3 separate regions of the Sus scrofa genome follow, and regions 1 and 2 are each linked to region 3. The links are chromatin contacts, called in public HiChIP or PLAC-seq maps. All regions are on one chromosome and are shown on one strand. The core of a region is the stretch at or near the end of the contact, and the rest is flanking DNA. Distances in the headings are between cores, read along the strand shown.

What was found. HiChIP or PLAC-seq counts read pairs in DNA pulled down with a chosen protein or histone mark.
Region 1: a contact with region 3 is called in an H3K27ac HiChIP or PLAC-seq map of skeletal muscle, with 3 times the contacts expected there. The contact joins the promoter of PPP2R2A here to the promoter of KCTD9 in region 3. A contact is called at or near these places in 1 of 5 promoter capture datasets (fetal liver), 1 of 47 Hi-C or Micro-C datasets (skeletal muscle) and 1 of 2 datasets of contacts at active chromatin or transcription factors (skeletal muscle).
Region 2: an H3K27ac HiChIP or PLAC-seq map of alveolar macrophages shows a contact between it and region 3. The contact joins the promoter of BNIP3L here to the promoter of KCTD9 in region 3. A contact is called at or near these places in 1 of 5 promoter capture datasets (fetal liver), 1 of 47 Hi-C or Micro-C datasets (embryonic fibroblasts) and 1 of 2 datasets of contacts at active chromatin or transcription factors (alveolar macrophages).

The regions. Positions count from the first base shown.
Region 1 is chr14:10,194,034-10,196,733 of Sscrofa11.1, reverse strand. It overlaps PPP2R2A (protein phosphatase 2 regulatory subunit Balpha), which reads right to left and starts at 1,346. Exons shown (of 10, transcript NM_001164020.1): 1 at 1,045-1,346. The coding sequence starts at 1,051.
Region 2 is chr14:10,317,238-10,319,937 of Sscrofa11.1, reverse strand. It overlaps BNIP3L (BCL2/adenovirus E1B 19 kDa protein-interacting protein 3-like), which reads right to left and starts at 1,250. Exons shown (of 6, transcript XM_001927592.4): 1 at 1,048-1,250. The coding sequence starts at 1,144.
Region 3 is chr14:9,516,314-9,519,013 of Sscrofa11.1, reverse strand. It overlaps KCTD9 (BTB/POZ domain-containing protein KCTD9), which reads left to right and starts at 1,328. Exons shown (of 12, transcript XM_003132815.6): 1 at 1,328-1,599. The coding sequence starts at 1,552. CDCA2 (cell division cycle-associated protein 2) reads right to left here and starts at 1,251. Exons shown (of 18, transcript XM_003132816.4): 1 at 338-1,251.

The sequences.
Region 1 (2,700 bases), core at 97-2,596, 680 kb before region 3:
AGAGGTTTATTTATCTATCTAAACACTGACAAAAGCACAGAAAACTGGTTCAGTCCTTGAATGTTTCTATTTCCCTTCCAAGCACAGAGGGGGAAATTCCTGGATCTATGAAGAAAGAAACTGAATAAATCTAGAATTGATTCTACTAGATGAAAGAAGACAGCTACACCAAAATGTGCAAAAATAATCCTCAAAGCAATTACCTTTTTCTCTTCCTTCACCTCCATTCCTTGCTAAATATTCCAATCTGGTTTTCTCTCTGCATCCTTTCCCCCCCAAGCTTTTACCTAATTCTCTCTTCCCCTTGGCTATTTATATCTCTGAACTCCACAACTATTTTAAATAACTCCAAGAAACCCTTTTGGGAAAAGGACATCTGCACAAAAGCTAACGTGCAAAACAAAGTTTAAATTACATTTTTCATGGAACTTGCTTTATTAAAAGCCTTGCAGTCTTTGGATGTAAAGGTAAAAGAAACGAAAGGGAGATGGTTCCAGACAAAAAATTCAGGCTTACAGTCTCAAAAATCTACGTACTCACAGTGGAAAGAAATACACATATGTCCCCATTGTATTTTAACTTGTAAAGCACTCTTCCTTTTCAGTGCAAAATATATTTATTTGTAGAAACACCCAAGAAGGCTTGCAGCCAGGGGAAAAATAAGAATTAAAGGAAGGAAGAGCGGCAAAAAGCCCCCCCGCCTGGGGGGGGCGGAGGTTACACCGGGCTCCCGAGCAGCAGGGACAAATCGGCACTCGCCCCCACCCCGCCCCACCCACGCCTTACCCCTCGGATCGCCGGCACACACCCCACCCCCACCCATGCCCAGGCTCCAACCCTCATTTTAAAAGCCATTTCGATACCACAGCGACCACTCGCCTTCCCACAGCCCTCCCCACCCCCACCCCACCCCACTTGACCAATACCCTGAAATCCGAGGGGCGCCCCGTGGCTCTGCGAGAAGCACAGGCGGTCGCTAGGGGTGATGGAGGGAGGAGGAAGGAAGCGGTGCCTTGTCAGTGGAGAGGGTGATTTCTCCTTTACCTGCCATGTTGCGCTGCAAATGGTGACCCTGCTGGGTTCCTTGGGGTCTCCGCTTCCTGAACTCACCCCCCTCACCTGGGGATGGGGGGTAGAGAGGGCGGATGGCGGCGGATGGCACCTGTGGGGGAGGGGGCGGGGGTCGGGGGAGAAGGAAGGAGGGGCGGGCAGACCAGCCGGCAGGATGGTGGATTTCACTCTGGGGCTTCCCCACTCTTGCTCTTTCTCCAGCAGCGGCGGCGGCAGCTACGACAGCGACGGCGGCGGCAGCGGCAGGGCAGGCGACTCCACTTTCAAAATGGCGCCGGCTGGCCTGGCCAGTGACGTCACCAGGAGGGCGGAGCCGCCGGGCTGGGCCGGAGGGGCGGGGCGGGGTGAGGGCTGGGGCCGAGAGCAGAGGGGGAGGGGCAGGGAGCGGCCCGGCGGGCTCCTGGCCACGCCCCTTCCCGCTCCACCCCGCCCTCTGCGTCCCGGCGGCCCTGGCCCGCGCGAAGCTAGGCCTGATGGCAGTATCCCCGGTGCCCGCCCTGCCGGTTCCAGTCCGAGGTCCTGCCGCACATCGATGCCCACACCCACGCTCCAGAGCCTAAACTCTGGGGCCCGCGCAGTGGTGCGATTAATGTGCTCGCCCGTAGGGATCGATGGGGTCCTGTGTCTGCTTAGAGAATACCAGTATTGCTACTTAAAATAATAACACTGTCGGTCAGCCCCGAGGCCAATAAAATAAAGGACGGTGGTGCAGACTTGCTGCTCAGCCAAGGTGAAAGTTCGAGGATCTGAGAAGGACGTAACTGGGCTGGTGCCATCTGAGTGAATTAAATTATCTTCTCTTAGGCCCCGGGAACTGAGGCCAGAGCCCTTGGCAACTGAAGGCAGTTAAGAGTGGTTTCAAAAAAGGAAACTGAGTTTGCTAGCAGCAGAATATGCCGGAAAAAGTGGCCCAGGTCTGTCCAGCCTGGCCCAGATCTGTCCAGCCAAAAGTATAGAAACAGTAGTTAAGAGCTGGGCTCTGAAGCCAGGATGGCAAATGCTGACTCCACGCAGGAGATGAAGGGAACAATCCTACTACCTTTTAGGATTGTTTCAAGGATTAAATGACTTACTTCGATGTTAGCTGCAGTTATTGTTATTTGTTTTGAAAGCATCTTCAGTGGAATTAAAAGGAATTAACAGGAAAAAATTGGAGTTCTCCTGGGGCTCAGTGGTTTAAGGATACCACATTGTCAATGCAGTGGCTGGATTCGCGGCTGTGGCTGAAGTTTCAATCCTCCACCCAGGAATTTCCACATGCCTTAGACAGGTCAAAAAAGCAGGGGGTAGGGAAGTGGGGGGGATGTATAAGGGGGAAAAAAAATATCATCATCCAAGAGGTGATGTGTACCTTCCTTCAAAGATGCACTAACTGGAATTCCCCGTCGCGGCTCAGAGGAAACCAATCTGACTAGAACCCATGAGGATACACTGGTTCCACCCCTGGCCTCACTCAGTGGGTTAAGGATCCTGCAGTGAGCTGTGGTGTATGCTGCTTGCGCAGCTCGGTTCTGGCATTGCTGTGGCTATAGTGTAGGTCGGCAGCTGTAGCTCCGATTAGACCCCTAGCCTGGAAACCTCCGTATGCCGCGGGTGTGGCCCTAAAAAAGACAAAAAACCAAAACGAAA
Region 2 (2,700 bases), core at 1-2,500, 800 kb before region 3:
CATTTAAGCATCCAAATGATTTTTAAACGACTTCATCTGGCCATATGCTAACTGTCCCAACCACCTCTTCCAGGAGATGAATTACAGGAAGGTTAGGCAAGAACCTTTCCAAGACTTGCAGCCAGCTTTAAAGACAACTGGAAATAACCTTAGGACGTGATGTCTAAGCACCAGGATGTTAGGAAAAGCAACTGTAGTTGGTCGTAATTCGATACTGCCCTTAACTTTCAACTGCCCCGGTGTACGAAATTCATTGCCCCAGTCACTGTGATTTGTGCGATCTTGGATGGTTCAAGAGCTGTTCATAATCAGGTTTACAGGGCAAATAACCTCATCGTTTAAAAAAAAAAAAATTACTTGAGCAACTCTGAAACCTCTCAAAAAAAAAGTATCATAGCTTCCTCACCCCCCCTCACGTGATACAAGTAACCACTAAATTACCAAATAATTTTCCTAACCAGTCTGTGCTAACAAAGGGACGCAACAAGAGGGCTCACGTTCCGAGCCCTGGAGGGAAGGCCGACCCAGTGAGGGGTGGTCACCGGGCCTGGCCCAAGCTCCGCTGCACACTGGACCACCCGCCAGTCCCTCGGTCGCCCCCTCCCCTAAAACCGGCGCCTGCGTCCATCCCCCGGCGTCCCCGTCGCACGTCCCCATCCCTGCCCACGTCCCCTAGGCGGCCCGCTCCGCCCACCCTCCCTCCCCGCGCCCCAAGGCCCGCCCCTCCACGCCCCGATTGGCTGCACTCAGGGGCTCACCACAGGTGCGATCGGCTCGACCCCCTGATCTTCCCACCCACCTACCCTTCCCAAAGGCGAACCCAACAGCCCATCACCCAAGAACTCAGAAGGGAAAAGAGAGAGGTCAGGAGGAAGATAAGAGCAACTCCTCCTGACGGGTGATGGGAGCTGTCAATCACCCGCACATCCTCGACCTCGACCAATGGGCTGCCTTCTTTTCCCGCCCCCAGCGCGGAGCTGGCGGCGGCGGCCCGAGCAGCTCCTCCTCCCCCATCCCCTTTACCGAGCCCGCCGGGCCAGCACTTACTGTTGAGGCCGGCTGGCGGGGGCAGAGACTGTTCACCTTCCTCACAGTTGTTGTTGTTGTTGTGCAGAGGAGGCGGCTGCTCTACTAAGTGAGACATTGTCAGGCGGCTGGAAGAGCTGCGACCGCAGCAGTACCGTCTCTGGTTCTCCGGCAGCAACACAACAAGCCGAGTCCCCCGCCCCCTTTTCTGCGCCTGCGCAGTCCCTCCCCCGCCCCTGACGTCAGGGCCCGCCCCAGCCACGTGATGACAACACAACTGGCGACGGGGCGGGGCGCAGGCGTGCCCAGGAGAGCCACGGACTTGGAGACGCGCGAGTCACGGTGACGCCCGCGCCAGGAATGAATTCTTGCATGTCATTTGTATTGGCCGGATGGAGTGAGGTATGCGGCTGGAACCAGGATAGAGGATGGGCACAAGTGTGTCATGAGGAAGTGCAAGGCGCTCAGGCGCTGGCGCCCAAATCTCCCACACCTACAGTATCAACATTGTTTTATCCAATCTGTGAGCATTTCTTTTTTAATATCTGTAAGGACTCAGTCAGTAATAGGTATTGTGCTGACACAAAGAAAGCAAAAGAAGCCCTGGTGCCTCCCCGTCGTAAACCTAAAATAAAGCTGGTGGAACATTGACACTCCAGGCAGGGAACAATAAAGGCAGGCCAGACTTTCTAGTTGTTAAATAATGCAAAAATTTTTCATTACAGACCCCACGCAATCTTTGTTTTAAAAAGATGGAAAAGTTCAGGAAAACATAGAGAAGAAAACAATCATCCACATTCCATCACTTAACAATTTCTAGGACATAACATGGGAAGCCATGTTTCTTATACGTGAGTGACAGTAAACTATGTTCCAGAACACTCGCCCTGCTTCGTATCTCCATGACTTGTCGTTTCCTTGGTCTCATTTATGTGTGGCATTTATCTCAGCCTATCGCTTGTCCTTTAACCCTGTTTCATTCCTCAGAAGTTAAAATTTTCAGGCAATCACATCTATTATTTTCATATGCCTTGGGAACACCCTCACAGCAAGATACTGAATCCAGTCCCTATATATTTTTATAATTTTCTTATAGGTTTAATTTTTGTATTTATACCCTTAATCCATCTGAAATTTATTTTTATGTGTTGTGAATTGCTTAACTTCAGTTGTTCCCAATTGACCCAACAATATTAATTTTTGAGTCATCCTTTTCACACCAAAATGGCACCTCTATCAAATTCTAAATGAGTCCATTTCAGGTTTCTCTACAGTAGCTCTATCAGATAAATATTAGAGAAAGGACCTCCTTTTTTGTCTTTAAAAATTTTTTCATGACTAATTACTCTTCAGATGAACTTTGGGGAGATAATCGACATATTTACAAAGTTGTATACCATTCAGGCTGATATCCCTCCTTATTCTATCCTAAGTTTTTTAAAATGTTTGTATTAAAGTATAGTTGATTTACAACGTTGTGCCAGTTTCTGCTGTCAGAAAAGTGACTCGGTTGTACATATAAGTACATTCTTTTTTATGTTCTTTTCCATCATAGTCTGTCCCAGGAGATTGGATATAGTTCCCTGTGCTGTAACAGTAGGACCTCATTGCTTTTCCATTCCAAGGGTAATAGTTTGCATCTACTAACCCCAAACTCCCAGTTCATCCTTCTCC
Region 3 (2,700 bases), core at 79-2,578:
AAGATTTAATTCTAATACAATCTATACAGGCAGATGACAAGAGACAACTTTTGGAGCTTAAATTAAAGCGAAATGTGGGAAACAAAGCGGATCTCATACTATAAAGCAAGGCTTTTAAACCTTAGCGAACATCAGAATTGAACTGGGCACCCTATTAGAAATGCAGCTTTGCAGATTCTCAAAAATTCTAATTCAGAAGATCTGGCTGGGCCCGGGAAATCTGCACTTTAAAAAGCAAAGGGGTGATCCAGAAGAACACACCTCTGAGAAACATGCCAAAAAAAAACATCTCTGCGGTAGCACCGTCCCTGAAATCCCACCCAGGCCACTCGCCTACCTTTCGCGCCCGCAGCTCCGCTCTCCTCCGGTCGGGTTTATTTTGAGCGCTCCACCGATGAGTGTCGTGCGCTCTAGACTTCGGCTCTTTGGTCCTGAAGGGTTCGCTCGAGAAAGCAACTGTCGGCCGCCAAACCAGCAGCGAGGAGGCTACCTCGTCCCCCGCCGCCGACGCTCGGATCCCCAGAGCCGGCGTAAACCTGAACCCTCCCCTCCACCCGGCCGCGGCCCGCCGCCCGATTCAAATCGCCAGCCCCGCCTCCTCGTCGTCCCGGCGTTGCTCTGCGAATCTCTACGCCGCCGCCATCCGCACGTGTGCACGCTCACCCCGAAGGCTCCCAGGTCTTCACCTCGCCGTCCCAGGAACAGGTGTGGCTTCGTGAGCTCGGAGGGACATCACCGCTAGCTGCAGTGACACAGTGACCAGGGAAACCAGCGATTGACCTCCGTCCGTGGAGACTACTTTCTTGAGAGTCTCGCGGAGGAAGCCTTCGGTTATGGCTTGTAGCTTAGTTCCCGCTCTTCCGATTGGATGCTGCAAACTTCGAAAAGAATCATTGGGCCAATCCTGACAGAACAGTCGGCTGCTCTTACCCAATCAGCCAGTCTCGACGGCAGCCGTTTCCTGTGTGCGCTGACAGAGTGGGAGGGGTTACAATAGGAAGGCGCTGACTGGTGTGGCTCGCTTTCAGCGCTCCGCCTCCTTCCATCAACCTCCGCCTCTGTATGCAGATGAGCTCTACCTGGTCTTGGCTTTGCGCCTGCTCAGTAACGCTTTGAGCCGCCGCTTGGCTCCTGGTTCAGCTCTGATTGGCCGATAACCCTTCTCCGTAGGCTAGACAGCAGTCTCTGTTCCCTCCTTCCACCTGGGTTGGGTTAGTAAGAGCCCGCCCAGTGCAGCGCGACGATTGGCTGAGTTCTGGCCGGCGCGGCCGGATGATTGGCGAAGCTTAGAGTCAGTTTGGGAGAGGTGGGGGAAGGGCCCCAGGCTGACTGAGGAGCCCAGGGGCGGGGTGGGAAGGAGGACCGGCCAACCTTGGGGTGTGGGACGGAGAGTGCGTGCCTGTGTGTGTGTGCGTCTGTAAGGGAAGGAAGGTGGCGAAGGGAGGAGAGTCCGAGTGGGTGGCGGGAGGGGAAGGGCGGGAGAAGAAAAAGGTGGGAGGAGAGCCAGGTGGGAGGGTGGCGACTCACTCAGGACCCAGTGGGGGCAGCGCGATGAGGCGGGTGACCCTGTTCCTTAACGGCAGCCCCAAGAATGGAAAGGTAAGGGGGTCGGGAGGAGGCGAGGCGGGCCCGTCTGCGGGGGGCGAGGGCAGCAGAGTGCGGAGCGGGCTCGCAGGGCAGAGGGCTGAAGTTGGGGAGAGGGGCTGGGAGCGGGGAGGTGGGCGTGCTCCGGGGTTGGGGGGTGTCCTGGAGAAGGTGTGCGTCGGGTCCCCGCGGCCTCCTCTCAACCTCGGGGATCCCTAGCCTGAGTCTGCCCTTGGACGCCCCAGCTGATATGGGGACCAGCGCAGGTCAGCTTGTGCTTAATGGTTCCTAAGTCCAGGTGGGGGTCCTGGAGAACAGAGGACCGCTGTCACCTGAGCGCTGGAGACTTCTATTCCTCTTCCCATCTCCCCCGATACCCCGCTGCCCCCCACCCCTGGCTCCCGAAAACGCTGGTTCCCACCTTCGTGCTGAGTAATGGTCTGCTCCAGAAAGTGGTGGTAACAACTAAGGCATGGGACATTAATCAGGTGAAAAGAATTAAACTCTTTTTTATCGGTGGATAAGTAAATCCCAGATCGAATAGAAGGATTGAAAATTAGTGACATTTTCCTGATGGTCCCCCCAACCCGCCCCTCTTTTAGGAACCCCAGCTCCGCCGCCGCCAAACTTCTGTACTCGCTTTATTAATCCACCTAATTTCATTTCCTTAGAGGACTGGGACAATAGACCAAAATGGGTTGATTTGACATTACTCTTTGCTGTGTTAGGCCTTTGTTGAGGGTGTGGTGCTAAATATTTGTGCAGCGCTGGAGCTAGCCAAAATGAATCCTGTTCCTTCTCAGCCTCTTGCCCCACCCATGAAAGTTGCTCGGCTTCTTTGGAAAATTTGACTGTTCAAGGCAGACATTTATGGTGTGGCTAAATGACGTTTAGAAATAACTAAGCCTTAGCGTCCGAGGTGAAGGTAGATTGCCCTCACTGTCTTATTTGCGAGAATGCTTTGTTTCCTGCATATTTAGGGAACATAAATTTTTAAATGTTGTCATTGTGCCAAGGTGAAGAAAAAAAAAATAAAGGGCTTTTCAACTACTCTTCAAGCTTGAGTAAATGTGCTCTAAAAATCTGAACCACACCCTAGTTTGTTGGCTACAGTTT